Regions from separate parts of the Mus musculus genome. Here regions 1 and 2 are each linked to region 3. Evidence: chromatin contacts called from public Micro-C and promoter capture Hi-C data. All regions are on one chromosome and are shown on one strand. The core of a region is the stretch at or near the end of the contact, and the rest is flanking DNA. Distances in the headings are between cores, read along the strand shown. Region 1 holds the start of Cdc42se2 (CDC42 small effector 2). Region 2 holds the start of Hint1 (histidine triad nucleotide binding protein 1). Region 3 holds the start of Slc22a5 (solute carrier family 22 (organic cation transporter), member 5).

Region 1 (4,601 bases), core at 187-2,686, 900 kb before region 3:
AGCACTGCAGAAATCAAATCCAGCCAACCCAAACACCCAGCTTCTAGTGGGGAAGACAGGAGCAAAATTAACAGAATAAATTGTGCAGACTGTTCTGGGAACAGGAGAACAAGGGCAGATAGATGGGGGAAGGATTGAGCCTGTAGCAATGTAAAGAAGTGGGTTTAGGCTACGCATCATTGTTAAAGAAGATCTGAGTGGAGTTGAGGGGAGAAGGCAGACATTAGAGAATGTCCTAGTCCCTGAGTATAGACTGGACATTGCAAGCACCAGTGAGACTGGAGATGAATTCTGAGACCTATAGGGAAAAAAAAAAATCTCAGAGGCTTTGTCAGCCATTGTAAAGATGTTATCTTCTACAGTAACGGGAACACTGGTGGATTTTGATCGGATGAGACATGAGCTGACTCTCCTTGCGGGAGGATATTCTCCCTCTTGTTTTGACAACACAGTTTGTTGATGGTGGTCAGGGAGGTCATTTAAGAAAGCCACTGAAGTGTGACTGGGACCACGGATGACAGAAACAATGTAGATGAACAGTCTGATTTTCTTTTTGTTTGAATGTAGAACCACGCCAATTACCCTTATGGACAGAATGGATGTGAAATTGAGAATAAGAGGAACCAAGGAGTACTCCAGTTTTGTCACTGAACAAGCTAGAAATTTCCTATCAATAGTGATGGTCATGCAGCTCCCTGTCTGAGTATGTGTGGCTAGATTTCAGTGGGAAGGCGTCCATTTGTTTCTTGCTTCTGGGTGCCTAAAGTGTAAAGTTAATGTAGTCATAAAATGTGGTGGCTGAGGCAGGAGGACTGCTGTGAGTTCCAGGTCAGCCAGGGTTCTACTCCAAAAGTCCTTAAGCTTGTGACATACACTAGTAATCCCAGCGCTTGGGAGACGGAGGCAGGAGGATCACAAGATCCAGGCCATCCTTACCTATATAGTGAGTTTGAGGCCACTCTGGGGCTACAAAAAGGCCCTCCCTCAAACAACGTCAAAGCAAAACCAAAAAAAAAAAAAAAAAAAAAAAACCAAAAAAAAAAACGATCCCACAAGAAGTCACAGAGACGAACTTTTCAAATGCCAGGTAGATATTCTTGACTCTCCAATGAGTCAGTGATTCTGATTCCTTGAAAGTAACGTGATCTGAGCGTGAGAGACATCTGGTGCTGGCCAGCTCTGCCTAGCAGCGCCTTGCTCGCCCGGGCACGTCTACGGCTGGATCCGGACAGGAAGGTGCTGTGGCGCGAGGCAGCGGCATCCATCTTCCCCGTAGCCCACCCAGCGGTCACTCTTTGCGCGCCTAGCATCCCCTAGGTCTCGCCACTCCCTCACTGGGCGGGGCCTCACAGCTACCAGCCCGCCTACTGGGGGGGGACAGGGCGTGTCCTTGTAGTGGGGGCGTAGCCGCGCAGCCGCACACACCGCTTGTGGCTCCGCCTCTGCGCGCCAGAGCCTAGGCGGGAGGGCGGAGCCCGAAGCGGGGAGCGCAGCTGCTTGGTGTGTGGAGATCCTGGAAGCTTCGGAGCCGGCGCTCGGAGCCGCGCGGCTGGAGCAGGCGGCGGAGACAAAGGCGACGGTGAGTGAGGGAGAGGGCCCCACGTTGGCCCCGCCGCCCGAGGCGCCAAGTGTAGGGTCGCCACTCGGAAGGTTGAGGGCGAGCGCGGCCCGGGCCTCTCCGCGCTGCGGACTGGGGCAGCAGACTGGGGCTGCGGACTGACTGAGGCTGCGGCGGCTCCATTTTCCAGTCTGGGCGAGGTCCTCACGCGAGGACCGGCGTATGGTTCTCTTCATTCTCCGTGAGGCCAGCTTTCACCGTAGCCTGCACCTTCCCGATGGGGGAGGCGCTACGGACCCCTCCCCCAGTCCGCAGCCCCGCCAGTCTGGACCGGCGCGGAGCGGCTGGGCTCCCGAACCCCGACTCCCGCCCGGCCTGCCTGGGACCCCGAGAGAGGAAGCCGGGCCACTGCCTCGCAGTCGCTGCGGCGACTCTTACAGGTTGTTGCACCGGGAGCTCGCGGCCACGGTGGTGAGCATTACTAACGGGTGTGGTAGGTAGCGGCTCGCTGACGTCCGCATTTCGAGCTGAGGAGCAGCCCGGTGCCGGCTGATTTCAGGCAACCCTGGGAATTCCGTTTTAGCGGCAGTGATTGCTACTGCCGAGCTTTCCTGGAGGAGTTTGGTAGTGATGTGCAGAGCGCAGCACTGAGACGTTCTGGGCCTGGGAGTACAGCTCAGTGGTAGGGAACTTGCCTTGCATGTAGGAGGCGGCCCAGAGTAGTTCAGTTCCCCAGTACTCCCACCCGCCACAAAAAGAGGGGGGGGGGGGAAGAAAGAAAGAAAGAAAATTAAATGCTCTTAAAGGACCCTTGCTTAGTAAAATATTGATATAATGAATGAATCTTAAAACACCACACAGAACTGTTCCTACTAGTAAGATGAGGCACATAGCTTCTTGACTCAGATAAAGGACTATTGGAAAGAATGCCTAGCAAGTTTCTGTCCCCCATCCCCATGTAAACTATTAATAATTAGTTGGTCATTATTGCCAGCCAGCATAGCAGATAGTACCTTTGAGATGTGAAATTTTTGAGAGAAGTTGGCTTACAGATTTCTGTTTCTCAGCAGGCCTGATTTCTCCTTTTCTTTGAAAATAATTGAGAAAGATGTTTGGGGTGCATTTTGAGGTCTAGCTTTCTATGTAGTAGGAGTAAAGATGTGTGTGGGCTTTGGAGGGACTGTGGCATGGTCAGTCTTGGATCTCTATGAGCCAGGGAGAGAGAGCTCTGAACTTTAGGGGAGGGGATCTAATGTCGCCTTGGTGGTTAAACATCACAGTTTACCCAGCATACTCATTAGACACATATTAAGCACAGAGAGATTTTTGAATTCTGTTTGTGGAAGGGAACAAAACCTGGAAATGTTTCTCTCTTAAGCTTGAGCATGAAGTTCATTATGTAGTATCGATGTAGCAAGTAAGGACCTCCCCAGACCCCTAGGGCTACTTCACTTGGAAAAATGGCTGGTGAACTTCAGGAAGTGTTCATTCATAGCATCCTACTTAAAAGTTAATGAGTAACTTTTTAAGGCCACGATTATTGGGTTATGGTTTCATTTGTCAGCTTAATAAAAATCCCAGTAGGTTTTAAAGCGACAGGAAGAATGGTTTCAACAAGATGGTGTTTTATTTTTCTCCTGAACTAGATTTTGATGCAGTGTTTTTATTGATAGTGTGATTCCAGTTCTGTTTCAGTAATAATCTTTGTAATAACATTTTCTGTATTAAAAAAAAAAATCTCTGCTCTGTGGTTAAACCAGCACTTGCTGCTTATCTAGAGGATTGGAGTTAAGTTCCTAACACCCACACCTGATGGCTCACAACTGTCTGTAATGGGGATATGATGCCCTCTTCTGGTCTTCATGGAGCACCAGAATACAGGTGACATACACACACATACACATAATTACAAAACAGTAACGAGAGAGAGAGAGAGAGAGAGAGAGAGAGAGAGAGATCGATCCCCAAAGATGGGCAGGGAATGTGGGTCAGTTGACATGAAGTCGTTCATTCAATCACCACAAGCAGTATGATAGTGGGAGCCTTACTACCAACACCTGTAATGGTGGAGGCAGAGGGATCATGAGTGTAAGGCCGTCTTTGGCCTATATATCACAAACGTAAGGCCAGTCTGAACTATATGAGACCCAAAAGATAACAAGGTAAATTAGTAGATTTCTTTTGTTTTGGATATTTTAGCCATTTTATTTTATTTCATTTTTAACAGAGCAGGGATGTGGCTATGGTAGTATAGTTTCCTAGTATGTGTGTACCAGGCTCTGTCTTCCATCTTCAGTACCACAAAAAGAATGGAGTTGATGGGTAGAAAAAAAGAAATATCTTAAATAAAGTACCTTTCCAACATTTTTGTTTTGTCTGCGTGTTTATCATAAAAAAATACACTATTGACTAAATAGTGTTGACAAGAGAAGAATTATTAGTAATAATATGTGGTGCTGTTTGGACTTCCTTCTAGAAGTACAACTATGATAAAACTGTATATTAAAATGCAGGTGTGGGCTAGGCACTGGTATGCACCTTTAATCACAGCATTTGGGAGGCAGGAGGCAGGTGAATCTCTAAGTTTAAGGCCAGCCTGGTCTACATACCTAGTTCCAAGCCAGCTAGAGCCACAGAATGAGACCCTGTCTCAAAAGGGTTGGGGGGAGATGTAGGCCGAGGATATACTGTAGTTGTCAATTTGTTTAGCATATGTGAGGCCTTGCTTGCTTGGTTGCTTTATCAAGTTCCAGTCTAGCCTGAGCTACATGACACCCTATTTAAAAACAAAACCAACCAGTAAAACAGCCCCCTCAAAAAATAAAAATTACCACCTCCCAAATAACCAAACCAAACCAAACAGTGATGACTTCTATAGCCTGGTTGATAAGAGTTTTTTCCCAGTGTGCAGAAGCCCTGGCTTGGCGGTGCACTGCTGCATTGCCTCAGGAAGATCGAGGTGGAGAACAGCATTGTGTTTTCTATGAACATGAAGTTTCTGTTGTCTTTGTTGTTGATGTTTTGGGGTGAGACTGAGCCAGGG
Region 2 (4,651 bases), core at 1,855-4,354, 970 kb before region 3:
GATAGCTCTTTCTCTCCCCCCACACCCCCATGCTTCTCACCATAGGAATGGACTACACCTCTAAAACTGTAAGCAAGTTCTCAAAGGTTTTCTTTTAGCTGGGTGGTAGCAGTGGTGGTACACACCTTTTAGCCCCAGCACTTCGGAAGCAGAGGCAGTGAATCTCTTGTGAGCTGGATGCCAGCCTAATATAGTGTGTGTTCTAGGACAAGCCAGGACTACACAGATCCTTTCTTGAAAAAAATCAAAAGAATTGGGCAGTGGTGGCGCATGCCTTTAGTCCCAGCACTTAGAAGGCAGAGGCAGGCAGAGGCCAGCCTGGTCTGCAAAGTAAGTTCTAAGACATAAGACAGCCAGGGCTACATGGAGAAACCCTGTCTTGAAAAAAAAAAAAAAAAAAAAAGAAAGTTTTCTTTTGTAAGAGTTCCCTTAATGTCTCTTCACAGCAACAAAGCAGTTACTGAAACAATGGATGAGGAAAATTTAGTCCCATCAGCCTTAACAGGCTGATCTCATTCAAGTCCTCTGGCTCAAACCACACTGTCCATAGATAGTCCCCGTGCAATAATTCTCTTGTATTCTCTCTCCCCCTCTCTCATTTTTTTAAAAAGTTAATTATTTTCCTTCTTTTTTCAAGGCAGGGTTTCTCTGTGTAGCCCTGTCTGTCCTGAAACTCACTCTGAAGACCAGGCTGGCCTCCAACTCAGAGACTGTCCTATCTCTGCCTGAGTGCTAGATGTGCCACCACCACCCAGCTCTTTATTCTGTAAGATTATTTCTTTTTCTGCCTGCATGTATGGATGTGCACCATATTCACACTGAGTGTCTGCCCATGGAGGCCAGAAGAGGAAGCTGGATTCCCTGAACTGCAGACGACAGTCAGTCCAGAGCAACCAGATGTGGGTACTAGGAATCAAACACGGGTCTTAACCACTGAGTCATCTCTCCAGCCCCTCTGTTAACCCCAACTGTTGTTTAATTTAAACACTATATATTCCTCAACTTGAAAAATCTAATTCTTCCTGTGTTAATAATTTCTCTCACTTTTTGTGTACGTGCATGTGTGTGATCCACACACATGAATGTATGGATGAGCAACCTATGCATGGAAACATCTTGTATTGCTGTGGACCTTATTGCCTTAAGTTCTCATTGAACTAAATGTTTGCCTAGGCTGACTAGCCAGCTGCCAGCAGGCTCCACTACTTTGTCACCAAACTGCTAGAGTCACAGGCACATGCAGCTAAGCCCAGCTTAAACATGGGTGCTGGGATTTGAACTCAGGTCCTCAAGCTTTCAGAATAAGTACTCTTAGCCACTGAACCATCTCCTCTGCCTCCATCTTTATAATTTTGGAAACAAACCTGATTCCCTTCCCCTCCCACCTTTTCCAGATCGAAGTCCTGATTGCAACTTCCTGTTTTGTTCTGTTTTCCTGTGCAGGTACCGCCTTGTATGGGTGTTTTATATCTCATGCTCTCTTCCTAACAGGACCCAGCCATACTTACCTGTCTAGGGAGTAATTTTACTTGGTATACTCTATAAAATGCTGTGTCATTTAGAATGTCTCAGCCAGTAATACTCAAGTTCAATCATTATTTCAAAGACCATTTATCAAAACAACTGCAAACAATGGTTCTCTTTTGTTTGTTTTGTTTTTTAATGTGGGGTCTCCATATAGGCCAGGTTGGACTTAAACTGATTCTCTTCCCTCCACCTTCCAAGTGCAAGAACCACAGGATGCTGGTTTTGTGTTTAAAGCTTTTTCTTTCTTTCTTTGCAAGTGTTCTGTTTTGCTTTGTTTTTGAGTTAGGGTCTTATTCCATAATACAGGCTGGCCAGTCTTATGGATGGTGGGACTGGGATTACAGAACACACTAAAAGACTTGCAAACTTTGTAAATGAAATGGGCCTTTTTCTAAGACTAGTGACAAATACAGGCAATTTAAATAAAACTCACCTCAAGAACCCAATGAAATTTGGAGTACTATTTCAAGTCTATGTGAACATTACCAGTAGCATTAATGCTTTCTCATATTGCATGTTTCTTAAAGTGAACTGAACAAACCCGTATAAAACCTTTTGGTCAATGGGCCAAGCTCCCACCCTGCTTTATGTGAGACTGAAAGCCATAAACAGAACTGTCTAGGGAATAATTTACAAAATTGGTCTTCACTATCGACTGAGATTTCATCTATCAAGGAGGGGAAAAAATACAACTTTGGATCTTGCACCATAAATGTTTTCTCCGATCAGCAGGGTGTGGGCTGCCTGCAATCCTTAGCATATGGGTGGTGGAGGCGGGGGATCAAGGGTTCAAGGTCCGCCCCAGTTAGTTAGTCAGCAAGTTCATGGCCTGCCTAGAGTAGTGAAGCCGATCTATTAAAATAAAACAAACAAAACACCCTAAAGCAGTATTTTTTTAAAAAGCTTGAAGGGCTAATTCCAGTCCCCAGAGGCAACGTCTGCAGCCGGAGCAGGGGACAGGGAGCATAAGGATCTCGAATCCCCGGTCACCTCGCAGTGCGGGGACCGCTGCGCGCGGGAGATCGCGGAGATTGCGCCGGGGGCAGGATCCGGTTTCCCGAAGGCCAGATTGACACCCGCGTGGTGGGTGGCGGCCGCGGGCCCCGGTGGGCGTCACCCCACGGGTCTGCACTTTACAGGGGGCCCGGGCGGGCGTCACCTCCCGGGGCCTCCGCCCGCATCACCTCACCAGGGCCGCGACACGCGGCGGGCCGAGCGGCCGATAACGCGTAACCCGAGCGCAGGCACGCGCCGCAGGGCCACGCGGGCGCAGGGCCAGGCCAGCCGGGCCGCGCGTCGCCTCAGGCCCGCGGCTCCTCAGGGAACGCCGGCGTGTCGCCGGGCAAGCGGCAAGCCTACCCGGTCGTCCTCGAAGATGATCTTGGCGGGGATTTCTTTGCGGATGATCTTGCCGAAGATCGTGTCGCCGCCGGGCTGGGCCACTTGAGCCTTGGCAATCTCGTCAGCCATCGCGGCCGCTCACTGTCCTTCCCGCGCCGCGGCCACAGTGGGGAGAGGAACCGCGGGAGCGCGCGGAGACTGCCGGCTCGCGCCCGGTGGGCCTGCGCGTGCGCACTGGCGCCGGCGTGCGGCGAGCGAGGGAACGAAATGGGCGGAGGAAACGCCCTTTCTTTGCCTCTGCACCTCTATAGGAAATTTTGATTTGCCAGTTCTGGGAGGAGGCTCGGCTTGGTACAGTGCTTTCCAAGCGCGTACGGAGTTCTAGGTTTGATCCCTTCCTCTCACGAGCCCGGCTTGGTGCTGCACGCCTGTAATCCCAGAGTTTGAGAAATGAAGACAGGAGGATGGAAGAGTTTAGTTCATCCTTCTCCACATTGTTTGAGGCCAGCCTGGGCTACCCGAGACCCTGCTCCAGAACAGTCTGGTTTCTATTTCAAGTTGTTCTGATCACATTTACTGGGTGTGATACCTTAGCCTTCCCTTTTTTAATTTTTTAAAAAAGATTTTTATTTTATATGTAGATGAGTATTTTGCAAGCATGTGTAAGAGTGAATCACATCTAATGCTTTGGATCCCCTGGAACTGGAGTTACAGTTGTGAGCCATGTGGGTGGAGGGAACTGAAGCCTGGTCCTTTCTGCAAGAGGAACAAGTGCTCTTGACCGTGATCGTTTAAACCCTCAGCTGTTTGAGGCCTTAGCTAAGAGCCAGGTGAAGTCTTACATCAGGTGGGGTTTTTTTGTTTGTTTGTTTCTTGCTGTGTGTGGCAGCAATTCTCAGTCATAACTACACACTAAAAACCACTTGGGAGCTCTTTAAACATCTCTGGCCACACTCTGCATCAATTAAGTCCAAGACTGCAGAGATGAGACCTTAGGTGGCAGTTGTTTGTAAGCCTCTTGGGCCATTTTCCCCGGCAGGAATCAGCTTCAGGTAAGATGCTCCACCTGGAAGAAACAAAAAGTCTTCCTTGGCCCCACCTCCACCCTTCCTCCTCTCTATCCCTTTGCTCCTCCTAAAAAGTGTTTTCTACATATGGTGTGCACTTTGTCATCATTGGTCCTTTGGGTCATTTCCTCCTTGTCGGGATTAGGCAGGACCTCCAATCAGCGTTCTCTAGACAATCGCAGTTGTCATATAGATCTGTTGGCCTGGTTGCTACAGTTGTTACCCTTGTCTTCTTTCAACATCTCACACCCTTGCCCTCTGGATGTTGGTTTTTTTTTTTTTTTTTCCTGCACGCTAAGCCTCCATTTCCATACCTCATTAGATTTTGTTCCTGGCCCTCTTATCTGACAATCTCCAAGTGGCCATAGGAAGAAACCTTGGGGACTTAGAGAGATGGTTCAGCGATCAAGAACACAAACTGTTCTCACAGAGGCCAGCACAAACATCACAACTGCCTGTAACTCCAGCTCCAGGGAAGTCAGATGCCTTTGGCCTAGCAGGATGTCTTCAGTCACCCATGGACATGTGAGCACACAGGTCTCACACACACACACACATGTATACACATAATTAAAAAAAAATAAAATGGGAAAACTTAAGCCAGATGATAGTAGTGCATGACTTTAATGTCAGCACTCTAGGGCAGAGGCGGACAGATCTCTGAGTTCAAGGCCAGCCTAGTCTAAAGAGCAAGTTCCAGGAAATCCTGTCTCATA
Region 3 (4,787 bases), core at 1,051-3,550:
TTTAAATACACGCTGGAATGCTAATACTTAGTGTGAAAAATGGGATTAATGGTTTTTAATAAATAAATTTCTGTATTAATTTTACCTTGCTTTTTGGACATGAGTTAACATTCTTTTGATAGAAGCTTTGTATTCTTTTGAAATGTTTATTAATACAAGGATACAAGAAACTGGTTTACTGAAATAATAATGTTCCTGATACATTCAGGTTACACATATTGTTATGGTTAATTCCATACTTTTTAAAGGAAAGCTTTTCTTACACGGCTGGGATCCAATCCAGGGCCTGGTGTGTGTAAGGCAAGCACTCTCCCACTGAGCAACACCCCAGCTCTAAAGGCTTCTACTATGAGCACTGCCAGGGAGGAAGAACACAGGGCAGCCACTTATATCTCAACCTCACATGTCCCTGCATATGCCAATACATAACTATAATTCAGATTGTTAGTTCTTTATGCAAAACTTGAATCTGACCACGTAAAATTTTTATTTACTAGATCTGGACATTTTATTAATATGGCTGTGACAATTATTGTTGTCAACTTGACAGGGTCTAGAATCACCTAAGAGAGAAACCTCTAGGTGTCTGTGAGGAAGCTTCTAGATCTCGTTAGCTGGAGTGGGAAGAGTGACCCTCAGAGTGGCAGCATCTGTTCCATGGCCTTTGGTTCAGGACTAAGTAAGAGGAGAGAAAGCAAGCTGAGCGCCAGCATTTCTCTCTCCTGGCTTCCTGAATGAGGCGACTGTGACAAGCAGACTCCTGCCACCCAGCCTTCCGGGAGTGACTGACTCCACCCTCTGACTACTGAGCCGAACAAACCCTTTCCGCTTAAGTTGCTTTGTCTCTGTAACCAGAAAAGTTACTAACAGCTACTAAAGCAATTGTAGTTACAATGTTTGCCTGTTCCACCGCAATGCTGAGGAGCACGGTTGGTCAGTTGAGGTCAAAGCTACTGAGCAAGCCAGGGCAATATAGCAAAACTCATCTCAAAAAAATAAATATAGATAAAATTATAAGGGTAACTTCTTATTTTATTAGACAGTGTTGCTTCAGAATCATACAGTTGCTGGTCGGTTTTTTGTTTTTTGTTTTGTTTTTGGGTGTTGTTGGTTTTTAGAATATATTACTAGGACAAAATAATGGGTTTCATGGTAAAGTTTGTTGTTGTTGTTTATTTGAGAACCTGGAACTGGCTATAAAGACCAGACTTGATTAAGGTCCTTTGCCACAAACTCTGGTAAGTTTTTGTTTTGGTTTTTTAACAAGTTGGCTCCTGCATTAATTGTAAAAATTACAAATCTGAGAGATTAATCCTACACTAAGATCCTTAATCTTGAAGTCAAAATTTTACTATTTCTTAAATCAAAAGACAACAAAATAATTTAAGAACATAATAGTCTGGGAATTAAAATTCATTGCCACCTTTCTCATCACCAGTCTCAAAATCCACCCCTTTTTAATATATGTATATATTATATGTAAATATATATAACTATTATTTTATTTTATGTGTATGAGTGTTTTGCCTGCAAGTCTGTTTTGTCTAATGTGCCGAGTGCATGCCTACTGGGCCTGTGAGCTGCCCTATGCCTTTTAGGAAGCAAGCCAAGGTCCTCTGGAGGAGCAATCTGGACTCTTAAAGAGAGTCCTAGCTGAGCTATCTCCGCAGCCACAAAAGATGGCAGTCTTTCCAGGAAAAACTGCAACAAAGGCTGTCGTTGTCAATGAGACTCTCCGAGGTTCACAATATCTCTCAACCACAACAAAAATTTGAGAAGGTGGGCTGTTTACTGCTTAAATTCTAAGCCTCTTTCCATTGAACACCCAGAATGGTCTTCCCAGGATGGCCTTGGACACAAACTTTTCAAAGTCACCCTTTCCCTCAAGAGAAGGGCACCCTGGGAACCTGCTCCAGGAAGTGTCCTGAAAAGACCCAATTCCGCCCCCTAGAGCGGACCTGTTAGGGGCGTGGCTCACAGACGCCCCGCCTCAGTCTTCCAGTCTGGGCGGAACTAGAAGTGTTCACCCAACCCGGGCCCCGTAGAGACTATGGAGGCGTGGTCGAATGAAGCCACACCCCTCCCTCGCTGACAGTTCTGAAGCCCGGTTCAGCCCCGCCTTCTGTACCGCCCAGCTAGTTCTGAGTCCTAGCTCGGCTCCGCCTCAGGCGCACGCGCGGCCGATGGCCGGCGCCCACTGTGCGTCACTCAGGCCCCTGCCCCGCCCCCGCCGTGCCGCGCCGCGCCGCGCCTCAGAGCCGGGACGGCGGGGCGGGCCTTGCGGCCCAGGCCCATGCCCAGAGCCCGCCCCGCCCTCAGGCCCTATGTAAAGTTGGCGGTGGCCGAGTCGGAGGCGTCGGTGGGAACTCACGAGCCTTGCACGCAGAGGCTCTCAGCGCCCCGTCTCCCGCGCCACGGTGTCCCCTTATTCCCATACGGGCGCTGTGGGAGGCTGAGGACGGCATGCGGGACTACGACGAGGTGACCGCCTTCCTAGGCGAGTGGGGGCCCTTCCAGCGCCTCATCTTCTTCCTGCTCAGCGCCAGCATCATCCCCAATGGCTTCAATGGTATGTCCATCGTGTTCCTGGCGGGGACCCCGGAGCACCGTTGCCTTGTGCCTCACACCGTGAACCTGAGCAGCGCGTGGCGCAACCACAGTATCCCGTTGGAGACGAAGGACGGACGACAGGTGCCTCAGAAATGCCGCCGCTACCGACTGGCCACCATCGCCAACTTCTCTGAGCTAGGGCTGGAGCCGGGGCGGGACGTGGACCTGGAGCAGCTGGAGCAGGAGAGCTGCCTGGATGGCTGGGAGTACGACAAGGACGTCTTCCTGTCCACCATCGTGACAGAGGTAGGTGACAGCCCCCCTATCAGGGTCTGGTGACATCGCGGCGACGGTTGTAGCCCTTCGTCCAACGCACAGGCTGATGAGCATCCTCCAGTCAGGTGGCCCAGGAACATTTTATGAGATGACTTCTAGCCATAGTACGCCCCTCAGGGGACAAGTGTCTGGCAGACCATCCGTCCATAGGGTCCCATTGAAGATAGAGTCCAGAAGGTTCTGCCCCTTAGGAGATGCCCTGAGACCCTGAGGGGTGGGACTTTCTCGAGGTAGTGATGTGATTCAGAGGGGCCGGATTCAGACTTGCTCCAGAGAAGAGGCCACAGTTTTAGCCTCTGTTCAGAAAGGAAAGACTCTTTGCAGAACTTTTTAAAGTTAAAGAAACGTGTGTTCCAAACTCTCTACCTTTTCTGGAGTTATTCTTTCTTCCCTCACCTGTCCTCATCCCAAAATGAAGGCTTGCCATGCCCCAGGAGAAACTGTTTTCCATTTGCCCGCGATGGATTGTTACTTCTTAAGGACCCATGTGTCTGCAGATCTATCCAGGGTGACTTGTTGGTATGGAGTCTTTTCCACAGTATTCTGGGACAAGATCACTGGAGAGGTTCGGTAAGGCATGTAAGGTTACTCTGAAAAGCGATGGAAACCTAATTCCTCATCCCCTTGCACTTTATTCTTGGGTGACTTTGACATTTCTCAGTCACTCTGCTGGGGGTGTGGCAGGCCATTTAATGGTGCATGTGGATGTGTTTGGGGACTTGGGCACCAACTGTAGTTTCCTGGAGGCTCAGCAGTATTGAATATGCAGAATATGAGAAGAATCTTCTGTGATACTATTGAGCAACTGGTTCATTGAGTATCAGGGATTGGGATTGGCCAGTTGGAGATAGTTTCTTGGTGAGTTTAGTTAGCCCTTAGGTCTAGATCCAACATCAAGAAATGGTTTCAGGAGCAGTAGGGAGAAGCTAGGAGTACCTGTTTGGCATTTAAGACTCTTGGAGGTATAGACTGAGCTTCCCTCCTTACAGGGGCTCTCAGGTATATATCATTCTTCAAGAGTAGAGTCAGAGAGTATCCCCACAAGAGTCACTGTCTGTTTCCTTTGGGAGTTTGTGGTTAGATGTGTTCAAACCTGTGCTTACCTACTACATAAGTAGTAAGAATGAAATCTGAGCTCCATTGGGGATTTTTAACTTAAGTGACATCGTGCCAGGATCAGGTATCACTACCTAACAAAAAAGGGCCTGGTCAGTGATGGAGCACACTCCTTTAGTCTGAGCACTCAGGAGGCAGAGGCAGGAAGAACTCTAGGAGTTGGAGGCCAGCCTGGTCTACAGAGTTGAGTTCTAGGACAGCCTGGGCTACATAGGGAAGTTCTCTATTTTGAAAAACAAAACAACAACAAAAAATGTATTTACTGAGATAGTAAAGTGCTTTTGACCCCTGAGTCCACAGAGAAGGGATTGTCAATTGTTCTACATCTTAAGCTCCAAACTCATAAGTGCTTGGAAGCAAGTGATGGCAGAGGCTGTTGGGGTTGACACATCAATTCCTGAAATCTGCTTTGGCTGCCCAAAAAAGGGGCAGTTGAAATCTGAAGCAGCTTCCTGTCGTGTCTTTAATTTTTACCCTGACCTTGAGAGTGCTGGGCTTTCTCTAGTCATTTGCCCCTACTTCACTGTCGTCTTGCTCGCTGCTGAGGGTGAAAGCAGTACTATTCAGCTCCCCAGAGGCTGGCTGATCAGCAAAAGTCCAGATTCTTTTTGACCTACTGCATAACTAATGTCAGTGTTTATTTATTTTTTTTCAATGGATCTGGATGCTATTGAGCTATCTTAGCAGTTTCGTAAGAGTTATATGCCCTTTCACCTACTTACAGGTCAGCAGTTTTTGCAGGAGGCAAGTTTAATACTTTACTTGGCTCTTTTCTTTGGAAATAC

The links. Promoter capture Hi-C pulls out the DNA fragments that hold promoters and counts their contacts. A called contact is a pair of places that touch in the nucleus more often than the background predicts.
Region 1: a contact with region 3 is called in a Micro-C map of embryonic stem cells, with 2.5 times the contacts expected there. The contact joins the promoter of Cdc42se2 here to the promoter of Slc22a5 in region 3. A contact is called at or near these places in 1 of 39 promoter capture datasets (cranial neural crest), 1 of 484 Hi-C or Micro-C datasets (embryonic stem cells) and 1 of 115 datasets of contacts at active chromatin or transcription factors (astrocytes).
Region 2: a contact with region 3 is called in a promoter capture Hi-C map of liver, with 3 times the contacts expected there. The contact joins the promoter of Hint1 here to the promoter of Slc22a5 in region 3. A contact is called at or near these places in 12 of 39 promoter capture datasets (the 3T3-L1 cell line, 3T3-L1-derived adipocytes, the C10 cell line and 7 more) and 2 of 115 datasets of contacts at active chromatin or transcription factors (astrocytes and microglia).

What each region holds. Positions count from the first base shown.
Region 1 is chr11:54,784,538-54,789,138 of GRCm38.p6, reverse strand. It overlaps Cdc42se2 (CDC42 small effector 2), which reads left to right and starts at 1,436. Exons shown (of 6, transcript NM_178626.3): 1 at 1,436-1,579.
Region 2 is chr11:54,864,836-54,869,486 of GRCm38.p6, reverse strand. Hint1 (histidine triad nucleotide binding protein 1) reads right to left here and starts at 3,104. Exons shown (of 3, transcript NM_008248.3): 1 at 2,887-3,104. The coding sequence starts at 2,997.
Region 3 is chr11:53,889,216-53,894,002 of GRCm38.p6, reverse strand. It overlaps Slc22a5 (solute carrier family 22 (organic cation transporter), member 5), which reads left to right and starts at 2,300. Exons shown (of 10, transcript NM_011396.3): 1 at 2,300-2,856. The coding sequence starts at 2,464.